Regions from separate parts of the Mus musculus genome. Here region 1 is linked to region 2. A link is a contact called in public promoter capture Hi-C data. All regions are on one chromosome and are shown on one strand. Each heading gives the region's core, a stretch centred on a gene start, on an enhancer-like site or on the middle of the called end of the contact. The rest is flanking DNA. Distances are from core to core; before and after follow the strand shown. Region 1 overlaps Sbf1 (SET binding factor 1). Region 2 overlaps Ttll8 (tubulin tyrosine ligase-like family, member 8).

What was found. Capture Hi-C pulls out chosen DNA fragments and counts their contacts.
Region 1: a contact with region 2 is called in a promoter capture Hi-C map of adipose tissue. The contact joins two enhancer-like sites. A contact is called at or near these places in 8 of 39 promoter capture datasets (the C10 cell line, cranial neural crest, embryonic stem cells and 2 more), 2 of 115 datasets of contacts at active chromatin or transcription factors (bone marrow-derived macrophages and large pre-B cells) and 2 of 9 other capture datasets (adipose tissue and pancreatic islet).

Annotation. Positions count from the first base shown.
Region 1 is chr15:89,309,069-89,311,768 of GRCm38.p6, forward strand. The region is part of intron 1 of Sbf1 (SET binding factor 1); the gene reads right to left. Among named protein-coding and RNA genes, the nearest start is that of Mir6959, 4.7 kb to the left of the region's middle. Within about 2 kb of position 1,338, at least 162 of the 459 cell types and tissues checked have an H3K27ac peak or open chromatin away from gene starts, as enhancers often do. A contact at or near this core is called in adipose tissue, where this site is marked.
Region 2 is chr15:88,920,290-88,922,989 of GRCm38.p6, forward strand. All of the region lies in intron 8 of Ttll8 (tubulin tyrosine ligase-like family, member 8), which reads right to left. Among named protein-coding and RNA genes, the nearest start is that of Ttll8, 33 kb to the right of the region's middle. Within about 2 kb of position 1,347, at least 40 of the 459 cell types and tissues checked have an H3K27ac peak or open chromatin away from gene starts, as enhancers often do. A contact at or near this core is called in adipose tissue, where this site is marked.

The DNA of each region.
Region 1 (2,700 bases), core at 88-2,587, 390 kb after region 2:
GGATCCAAATTGCTACCTATCCACAGTACCTCAGAGACAGTTCCTCCCAGAACACAAATCTCCAAAAACAAAGAGTTTAGCAAGTATATGCTGCCCCTCTGAGCCCTGAAGCTCCCAGACTCCCTCAGTATGTACCAGCAAGGGAAGTACTTCTAAGTACAGTCTATGTAGGTGGAGTGAAGGTCCTGGCCTGGGCTCATCTACACCATTAAATCAGGAGGCAAAGTGAGGGCAGCGGCGAGGATGTGTGATGGCTTCCTTGGCCTCACATACACACATGAGATGGAGTCTGGTAGGCTTCTCAACCTTCCTAATGTTGCGATCTTAATATTCCTCATGTTCCCCATGCTGTGGTGACCTCCAACCATACAATTGTTTTGTTGCTACTTCATAGCTGTAATTTTGCTACTGTTATGAACTGCAATGTGATTATCTAATATACAGGATATCTGACCCCAAAGAGATCCCAGCCCACAGGCTGAGAACCACTGTGGTATGCAAAGGAAAACAGGCCTCCTCACTTCTGCATCTCACACATACAGCTTCAAGATCCTCAGGGCACAGCACTCTCCCATCCTTCCCATGGACCAGCCTCAATACAGATGCTCCCACCAGTGGAAGAAGCAGAAGCAGACGGTGAAGGGATGGTACCCTACATAAAAGGTCTTGTCATGGATCCCCCTGCTCAGCCTAAGTTCCAGAAAACTTCCGTGTGCAATGGGCCTGCTTGCTGAGCTACGGCCTCACATCCACCCAGCCTGGTCTACTTGAACACAGTCATACTGAACCACTAAGCTCAACACAACAATACACAATTCCCAGGTCCCCTAAAAGCAAAGGAACTCAGCTGCAACCATGGGAGACCATGCATCCCTCCAGAACCATGAAGCAAGCACCACGACTGTCAACACTAGGAAGGTTGCTGCTAAGCAGGAGGTGGTGGGGTGCAGGGGCCTATTATGACTCACAAAAACCTCAGCTTCCTGCTCCCCTCCTCCTACCACCAACACCCTGCAGGCGACAGGCAACAGACAAGGAAGGGACAGGTGTCTGCTGGTGTCATGCCTACCTACACACACCCACACACCTGTCCCACCAAGATAAAACCCCTATGGGGTTCCTCAGGTCCCACCCTCAACAGGCCTGGACAGTGCATGTACTATGAAAACACACAGAGATACACAGACACACACACACACACACACACACACACACACACACACACACACACACTAACCCCCCCCTCAGTTGTGGCTCCTCCCACCACCCACTCCGGCAAGAGCCTCCTTGTGCTCGGCCCTAAACCACCATCTGGGCCCAGCCCTGGCTGGCACCCAGGGCTCACCCAGTTCTTGCCACGAGGCAGCATGCGGAGGAAGGAAAGGGGGGTGGGTACACAGACAGGGACTGCAGCCTCTGCTCTGCAGCCTTCCCACAAGGCCAGGAGGGCTAGTAGCCTTCTGAGGGTTGTTTTTAGCAGCCTCTCTACCCAGGGGAGTTGGCACAGAAAGGATGGTCACCTTCCACTGCCAGTACCCCTCATCCTGTGCAATGTTAATTCCCATTTCCTACTAGCTTGAAAGCCTTCTGAGGATTCTACACTCTAAAGAGCTCCTTTCCTGAGACTCCCAACTGCCTCATAAAGGCAGAAGCCCAGTGGGCATCTCTCCTGAGGCCCTTCCTGTCCTGTGACAGCCCAGGATTTGAATTTCAGGTTTCAGTCCAGTGCCTCCTCTAAGAAGCTTGCTATCTACTCTCTACCTAAATCTGGGTCCTATAGCAGGACCCTGAGGCCCTTCCCACAACACATATAAGCCCCTCTCCAGGCACCTGTAGTAGCCTGAACAGAAACACGTTCCTGTGCATGGTACAGACTACAGCCTAATTAGGGCTTGTTGAATGCATGTAGTCAGCTATATGACCATCTTCCCCACACCCTGCCCAACTCACACCTCACAAACAAACAGGTTCTTCAGTCAGAAGTGCAGAACAACTTCCGGAGCCCTACGGCACAGTAGGCCCTTCCATGAGGAAGCCTTGTTAACTCTCTCTGGCTCCTCTGAGACCCCAAACTGCTAGCTTGCATTTGTATGAAGGATTTTGCCATGTTCCTCTGTGTCTGTCACCCACTGAAGACTTTTGGCAACAGGAGTAACCTGCAATGACTGTACTTAACCCATCGATGTACTGTCAACTCTGGGTAGACAAGAGCAGGCACATCCTCCCTCCCTACCCAACCCTGTTAGAAGGAATCCCGATAGCACAGCCATATATTACAAGGCAGTGCTCTTTGGGCAGCTTATGGAGGATGGACACTGAGGTCCACTAAAGCAGACATGGAAAGTCCCTGACCAGCCAGGCGGTGGTGGCGCACGCCTTTAATCTCAGCACATGGGAGACAGAGGCAGGCGGATTTCTGAGTTCGCGGTCAGCCTGGTCTACAAAGTGAGTTCCAGGACAGCCAGGGCTACACAGAGAAACCCTGTCTCATCCCCCCCCCCCCAAAAAAGGAAAGTTCCTGAACCACTCTTGAACCCACAGGCTGGGTAGGCCCACCCTAGGAAGATACACTGGGATTCCTAAACTCAAAGCACCTCCAGCAGCCAGGCTCACGCAGACTGGGTGGCAGAATACAGATTATGTATTCTGTCATCTGCTGGCACCTCATCACTAGTGCCAGGCTCTGATGCCTGCAGGACC
Region 2 (2,700 bases), core at 97-2,596:
GGACACCAATCCTGTACCAAAGAAAAACCAGAGATGGGTGGGTCTCTGTGCGAAGATACTGCCTGCACTGTTGTTGTTAGAAAGGTCCTTCTAAGGGAAGCCAAACTGCAATGAGGGCCTACCTGTCCACAGGAGCAGTCAGCTTATTGTCCTGTGAGCATGACTGTCAGCCTGACCTTATGTCCTTGTTGGTGACTTCAGACTTGTAGGAAAAGGCCTAACTTAGAAACCAATCATAATCTCAGGAAATTAGGGCAGGGATCAGTAGAGATGTTTGAGCAGCTTTCAGAATTTGAGGGTACACTGATGGCACCTGGGAGAGAGAGACGTCCACCACAGTACCTGTAGTACCTCTCAGGTTCTCCATATGTGGGCAGACCTGGTACAATGGAGAATGTTTAGTGTCAAGTCCCTGCGACGGCTAAGCCACAATTCTGGCTGCAGCCCTGGAGGTGGAAGCAAGGGTTTGGGGGACAGGAGACATTTATGTTCTGCCTGCCTGCTGGAAAAGGAGAGGCAGCATTGAGGAGAAAGTGAATAATGCCAATCTCTGGCTAGGTGGGTTAGAGTTTCAAGACAGCAAGAGTTGTAGTGGGGTCAGCTTCCACTCCCCGGGTGCAGGGAACAGGTTGGCATGTGATGGAGTGAGCTTGCCTCTCGCTGGCCAGATACCAAGCAGAGCCCACTTCCCTGGTCTACTGAATGTGAGCTTCCTCTGCAGATGTTACGTGTTGGTTAACTATAATGATAGGGTAGCCCTGCCACAGTTAGTACACAGTGCAAACAGGTATAGACAACCGGCAGTGTCCCCACAATACCTTCTGTCTGGTCCATAGAGCTGGGCCAGACTAGTGTAATGGGTGGTATTATCAACAAGGCCTGATAGCATTTACTACTGTGCTCCAGAAAAACAAGCATTTTGCTGTCCCAGTGGGAAAGAAGCCTCATGATCCAGAACACTAGAGCCTGGGTTCTGGAAGTCACCCCTGAAGGTGGGCCAGCACTGGACTCAGCTGTCACCACACCGTGTTATCCACATCACATAATGATAAGATGGAAGCTGTAAAAGTCAAGAGATTGCTGAAATAGGGGAGGAGCCTGGCCTGTTTTCAAACCAATATGGATGCTCAGATTCTAGACATCCGTGCTCAACTGAGAACGGACAGGGACCCTGCAGGTCCCATGAAGAGTAGCCTCTTGGCCTTCTAGGTCCTGACGCACAAGTGTCCATGTGGGAATCTGCAAGTCTCCAGAAGAATCAAACGGGCCCCAAGGCGCTCCTTAGATTGTGGCACTTCTAAGTGGGCAGTCAGAGCAAAGCACCACAGAGCCTGCTCACCAGGCAAAATCATACAGTGTGGTAACACGGGAGCCCAATGCTGCCACCTAGTGGTAAAGTATCGCGGTTCTCTTTTGTAGCAATTTAAGAAAATGATTAGTTTAGAAAGCTCAAACAGAAAAAGTGAAGTTTGGGCATTTTTGCTCATGCGTTCTCTTGTGTCATTATTGCCGGCTCAAGGTACAGTAATGGGCTGCTCAGGAAGTCCTCAAGTGTTATGTTCCAGCCAATGATAGCTAGTTTTCATTCTTTGGCCACAAGGATAGGCTCTGCCTTTCTTGAAACTTACAGCCATGGATGGAGACATGAACACACATTACCCTCTCCCCGACCCCCTCTCTCCTCTTTTTTCTCCTATGTAGTGTCTCTCAGCCTCACAGCTGGGAGAGCTGACCATGGTTGTGCCATTTGCAGTCCTTGCTCTGACACAGCTGGGGTTTGTCAGATCTGCGCTTACAGAGTCTATCTGAGGTTGGGTGCGTCATTTCTGCAGGGATAGAAGATCTGGGTCATAGGGCACGCTGTTCTTGCTTTTCCAAAACGCCGTTGCTCAACACTCCTGCCAGAGCTGCATGAGAGCTGTTGATTCGGGCCAATTCTTGGTGTCTCAAGTCTTCAATTCAGCCATCTGGGTGTGCAGAGAGGTCTCCCATCATGGGTGATTTTTGTTGTTTCTTTTTTTTTTCCTTTTTCAGCTTTTGAGATAAAGTCTCATATATAGCCCAAGCTGGCTTTGAGTTCAAGGTCCTCCCGGGATTACAGGAGTTATCACCAAGGGTTCATTCTGGCTTTAACCTGCATTTCTGGAAAGCTCCAACAATGGTTGCTTTTCTAGTCTGACTGGACAGCTGATTTGTATTTAATAAAGAGTCTATTCTGGGTTTATTCTTGAGGCAGAGTCTCGTGGATCCCAGGATAGCTTTGAACTTGCCATGCACATGAAGATGACCTTGAACTTCTGATCCTCCTGCTACTGCCTCCTGGCCCCATGTCTTTGCAGATACTGTGGTAGGTGTCTCTCTCCCAGGTGCCAGGAGTGTACCCTCAAATCTGAAAGCTGTTCAGACATCTCTACCGATCCCTGCCCTTACACCCCGAGATTGTGATGGGCTTCTAGGTCAGGCCTTTGCCTACAAGTCTGAAGTCACCAGCAAGGACATGGGGTAGGGCTGACAGTCACGTTCAACCAGAGCGTTTGGGGTTACAGGCATGGGCCACCACGTTTAGTTTACGACGTCCTAGAGGATGAACTCGGGGCTTCAAGTAAGAGAGAGAAGCACTCTACAAACCCAGAATTTAACTTGGTCCATTTCTCTCCCCTGACTCGGCAGCTTCTGAGCCTGGACCTCAGTTGGACTTGT